2 separate regions of the Mus musculus genome follow, and region 1 is linked to region 2. The links are chromatin contacts, called in public HiChIP or PLAC-seq maps. All regions are on one chromosome and are shown on one strand. The core of a region is the stretch at or near the end of the contact, and the rest is flanking DNA. Distances in the headings are between cores, read along the strand shown. Region 1 overlaps Lrrc75a (leucine rich repeat containing 75A). Region 2 holds the start of Cenpv (centromere protein V).

Region 1 (2,753 bases), core at 28-2,527, 86 kb after region 2:
CCTTTCCCTTCCCCTTTACTGTGCAGCCCAGGCTGGCCTCGAACTTGCAACCCTCCTAACTTAGCTTCCCAACCACTGGGAGTACAGGCCATGGCCAGCTAAGGGTTTTCTTTTTCATCTGTTCTGCTTGCTCCCCTTTGGCTGTTGACTTAATGCTAGGCTCTGCCCCTCTCCTGAGTACATCTGTCCTTGGGGGCGATGCTCTCAGAACTCTGTAATCCCCTTGGCTTACTGTAGGTCTGTGGGTGAGGGACCCTCTCCTTGGGATGTGTTTTTTCCTGATTGTGAAATGGCAGATCAACTACAAGTTATTAAACTGTGTTCTAAGGTCCTGGGGTAGGCAGGTGTTACTGGGGACGGGATGGGGGCAGAGCAGCTCTTGGTCTCAAACAAATAAAAAAATCAAAGTGCTGCCAAAGAAGAGTTGAAAACCACCGAGAAGGTGGGTAGGCTTCTTGTCCTCTGTCTTGCCACACTGGGTCCCATGTCTACAAGCCCCCATATGCCAAGCCATGTGGGGCCATCATATTCTTAGAAAGACCAAGAAAGACCACTGGAGACTGGGCAGGTCAGACTGGGTGCAGACTGCATCTCTCCAGGGCTATCCTTAGCTGTCTCCTTTACCCTTCAACTCAGGAGCCCCATGGCAGACAATGGCTGTCTCTACGGTGTCTCACTGGCATCCCAGAGTTGGAAAGGGTGGAAGAAAGATGCCCCCTCCAGGAGGGGAGAAGTTGGGTAACTGAGTCACAGGGTATCACCTTCCTGAAGAATTTTTAGCTGGGGTGGGCCTCCCAAAGGTCCAAAGGCTACAGTAGGAAACACCAGCCCGGGGCTGGGCAAAGGCTGCTATTTTACTGCTTGTTCAATTTCCGGCCTGGCCTGGGTCCAAGCACACTTGTGTTACAAGGGCATATCACGGTACCTGGGTATCTTTTCTGTGTCTCTTCCTCTAAGTCAGTTCACTGGGGACTTTTGTATCACAGTCCATAAACTGGATGTGAGGGAGGAGAGCTAATTAGCTCCTCAGGGTATCCCCAGATGGCTGCAACTTTTGCCATGGCCCTGGGGAAGCCAGCTCCCCTGACTGTAGGCATGAAGGTACCAGTGTTGTGTGAGGGAACTGGAAAAATCAAATCCAGATGTGGCTGGCCTTGGAGGGGCTGTTGCCTTGCAACAGGGAGGCACTCAGGAGGCTCTCCTCTTCTTCACTGTGTCCTCACTAGAGAACAGCATATCTCTAGGAACCATGCGCACAGATGGCTGCTCATCAGACAGTCTGGGTGAGTCTCTCAAACAGCACTGAGTCACTGCTGATGGGAGCTCCCTTAGGAGGGTGTAGCTGGGCTAGCCCCAAGCCGCTAACTGCTTCCTGCAGTGCCTAAAGGTGACAGGCACACAGGGCATCTCAAGGAGGCGAGCCCCATATGACACTAGCTCAGATAAGCAGGTTTGGAGACATTTTGCAATGGGACAAGCAATGATGGGCTTAGAGCCAAGGCTATGGCTTCCAAAGGGCAAGTATACATCCATTCTGGAAGGCCGAACAGCACATTCCAAGGTCTAAAGACCAGGGGAGGAGCCTGAGGCCCTTTGGAAAAATGAGGCTCTTCAAGGGCCTCTTCCAGGGACATAACTTGCGTCATATTGGGCTCTGTATAGATCCCTGTCCCAAACAACCTGCTGTGACAGCTTGAAGGCAGCTGCAGCAGGCCTGGAAACCGGCTGTTGGGGGAAAGCAGGGTAGCAGCCGTTCACAACGGGAAACAGCCTCTCTTCTTATGTCTTTATTCCCTTTGGAAAATTCAGTTACTTTCATAAAAATCTATTTTTCTCTTATGCAAATTTATTATAAAAAATTTAAAGTTACACACACACACACACAACCCCACCCAGCTTTGTTGAGATATAATCCACACAATTTATTCATCCATAGGACACACTCTGGGGCTGAGGTATATAGCTCAGGGCAGAGTAGCCAAGGAATCCAGGGCCCTCCTCTGGCCTCCCTAATACTCTGCATCTGTGAGGCGTTGGGTTCAACCCTCAGCACACACACACACACAAACCAAAACCAAAACAACAACAACAAAGCCAATCCTAAAGTGAAGCTTTGTACAACCACCATGATACATTTTAGAAGATTTTCATTACCAAGAAACTTTGTGACCATGACCCCAATCCCATGTCTCCCCTCTCAGGCACTGGGCAATCACACCTGCTTCCTGTCTCTCTGTATTCTGAACTTCCTTCTCCTTTGTTATCTACTGTAATTATAGATCTTTCCACAATGTTGCCTTCTCCCTATTGTTACTAATTTTAAGTTAATATAGGTAAGCCCTTTAGAGACCCTCCTCCTTAAAAAAAGAAAGGAAGAAAAGATTTACTTAGCCAGGCATGGTGGCTCACACCTTTTATCCTGGCACCCAGTCTACTGAGTGAGGTCCAGGACAGCCAGGGATACAGAAACAAAAATCAAAACACACCCTGCCCCCAACATTTACTTATTTTTATTTTATGTGAATGAGTGCTTGCTTCAATGCACGTGCCCTGTGTGTGTGCCTGGTACCAGGGAAGTCAGAAGAGGGCACTGCATTCCCAGGAACTGGAGTTACAGATGGTTGTGAACTGCCATGTGCATGATGGGAACAGAACCTAGGTCCTCTGCAAGAGCAACAAGTGCTCTTATCCACAGAGCCACCTCTCTGGCCCCTTAAGTCCCTTTGTTTTAATTTCTAATACTATAACTAGCA
Region 2 (2,707 bases), core at 46-2,545:
TTATATTTCATTTTTTTTAAGTTTTAACTGATTTTTGTTTTAATGTTTTAAAGCATTCAATTTATAGCCCAAGGGGATAAAATTGAATAAACGAAACAGATAGAAAGCTAACTAAATACTCCAGTTCTTAGAGGATCCACCAAAACCAAGAGAACTAATTCTGGGACAAAGACAAAAGAGCATCTTGTTGTTATGAAAAGTAGTTCAGGTTGTTAAACAATTGTTGGGTTAACGTTAGTTTTCTTTGTCTTTTATTGTTCTTTTTAATTCATCTGCGAGTGAGGGCTATAAGACAAGGGTACTGGGTTTTTCTCGGAGCACAATGGGTAAAGGAGGAAGGGGTTCACATTACATTTGCCAAAGAGCAGGCATCTGGCCAGAGTAGTCATCAGCTCTTTTCCCCAATAACGGACCTCAGATCTGCTCCTTAGGCCACCAAAGAAGCTGGAAGCACTTCAGAAGCACAGACTGGGGGAGCTGCCAGCCCGGACCGGGGATGAGAACATAACACCTTAACTCCCCATTCCCCCTGCAAGCGCCCGTCCTGGACAACGCTTTGCGCGCCTTTCCCTCCGAGATCAATAACCGCACCCTGCACCCTCCCTCCGGGGAACTGATTAGAACAACCGGCCTTCGCTCCTCGGGTCACTAAATTCTCCACTTCGACCTTTCCTCCCGCCCACTCCCCGAAAGCACGTGCAAAAACGGGTAAAACGGTCTTGGTAGCTGGCAAGCCGGGGGATGTCTGTTTTTTCACCCTGAGGGGCCCTTCCGCGCACTCAGCCCGACACCGTCCGGAGCAGCCCGCCAACGGCTCAGCACTCAGCCCTCGGGTCCCGCCGCCCGTGCGCACCTCGCGTGTGCCGGCCCGCCGCCCCCGACACACTCACAAGGTGTCCAGCAGCAGCTTGGCGGCGCCCTCGAAGCTGAGCCGTTGCCGCTTCTGGAACGTCTCCCAGCGCTCCCGCTGCTCCCCCAGGTCGAGCGCCGACACCGAGGCGGCGGGGGTGACCGCCGGCGGTGGCTCCTCGGCGGCCGCCTCCTGGGCCCGCGGCGGTGGCTTGGGCCGCGGCTTTGCCGACGGCTGCGGACCGACCGCCCCGCCCCCGCCCCCGGCCCCGGCCCTAGTCCTGCTCCGGGAGCGCTGCGCGCGGCTTTCGCCGCCGCTCAAGCCCCCGGTGGCCCCCGAGCGCCGCTGCTCCCGCGGGCCGGTGGCCACGGCACTGCGAGTCCGCCGCATGTCTCCCTCAGCCGGGCTCGCAGGCCTCTCGGCTCTGCGCGCTCCCGCCGGCCGATGCGCGTCCCCGCCTCCGACAACCTGAAGGCCCCGGGGGTGGTGCGCGGCGCTCCGGAACACGCGAGCTAGGGACCCAACTAAGAGACCCTGGCCGTGGGGCCGGCCGAGCGCTGAGGGTCTAACGAGACCGCGCCTGCACCTGCGCTTGCAGGTAGCGGTGCCCGTTTGATCAGCGAAGGAGCTTCCAGCCTCCACTGACTCCAACCACACATTTCTAACTGGGGACCTGGGTCAGGCCTCAGTTCATAAATTCACGGCCACATCAGAGCTGGCACGCTTGGGTGACTTCGTGGTTTCCAAGGTGGTAACACTACCAACTTGGCAGAGGCCATCATGTACCTAATGTGAGCTAACGTAGTATGTAAATTGTCGGATATCTGCTACTGGAAGCATAAATGACAGCTGGAGTCAGTTTGATCAATGGTCAACAGGTTTTTTGGTGGTTTTGCAGAACTGAGAATAGGACCCACAGCTTTGAGAAAGCACTCTTGCACTGAGCCACATTCCCAGCCCTAGATTTTGTTTTCAATTTTAAGTAAATGGATCCAGGATTACATTCCATTCATAAGCTTTTGCAGAATACCGTATTGACGTTTAAAGACAAAAATCCCAAGAACCATCCACTGCGGTATCCCAGATAGTCTCCAAACCCTTTCAGTTGTTCTCACACTTTTAAAGAAACGTTTTCTTTTACTCGTTTTTGGTGCATTTTTCATTTTTCAACTTAGTTCTGTTTTTGTTGATTTTATTACAATATAGAGTCCATTTATTATCTTTAATGATGAAAATATGGGTTTTCCCAAATACAGCTTGATTAATTCATAAATCCTCATTAAGTTTTAACACAAAGTTCTCAATAATTGAAACTTCCTAGATGCATAATTTGTTTTGGTGTTTCCTTTGTGCCCGTATCTTAAATGTACAGATTTGCATGCACCAATTCAGATGTGGCATATCCTAGCCACATCTAGACTATCTCCAAAAAGCAAGCAGAAGTGACCACTGTTTTGTTTTGGCTTTTTCTCACTGTGACTTACTTTCGCCTGTTTTGTGTATTTAGAGACAAGGTCTAACCGTGTAGCCCTGGCTGGCCTGGAACTCACGAATAAGGCTCAGGTTTATCTTAGCTCACTGTGATCTGCCTGCCTCCACCTCCTGATACACATTACAGTTTTAAAAATCTTTATTCAGGAGGAGAGCGAAGTATGCGGGTGCATGGGGAGCAGAAGACAGTCTACACCATGAGTTCTCTTCTTGCACCAAACAAGCTGTCTGGTGACAGGCACCTTTACTTGGCTGCCGGGCTTGTTTGAGTCAGGGCTTCATTCTTTAGCCTAGTCTAGTCCTAGACTCACTAAGTAGCTAAGGCTGGCTTCAAACCTGTACCTATTCTCCAGCCTCAACCTCCCA

The links. HiChIP or PLAC-seq counts read pairs in DNA pulled down with a chosen protein or histone mark.
Region 1: an HNF4G HiChIP or PLAC-seq map of pancreatic cancer cells shows a contact between it and region 2. The contact joins the enhancer-like site here to the promoter of Cenpv in region 2. A contact is called at or near these places in 2 of 39 promoter capture datasets (hippocampal neurons and pre-B cells), 2 of 115 datasets of contacts at active chromatin or transcription factors (embryonic stem cells and pancreatic cancer cells) and 3 of 9 other capture datasets (adipose tissue, liver and pancreatic islet).

Annotation. Positions count from the first base shown.
Region 1 is chr11:62,623,539-62,626,291 of GRCm38.p6, forward strand. The region is part of intron 1 of Lrrc75a (leucine rich repeat containing 75A); the gene reads right to left. Among named protein-coding and RNA genes, the nearest start is that of Lrrc75aos1, 9.8 kb to the right of the region's middle. Within about 2 kb of position 1,278, at least 140 of the 459 cell types and tissues checked have an H3K27ac peak or open chromatin away from gene starts, as enhancers often do. A contact at or near this core is called in hippocampal neurons and pancreatic cancer cells, where this site is marked.
Region 2 is chr11:62,537,966-62,540,672 of GRCm38.p6, forward strand. Cenpv (centromere protein V) reads right to left here and starts at 1,296. Exons shown (of 5, transcript NM_028448.1): 1 at 891-1,296. The coding sequence starts at 1,240.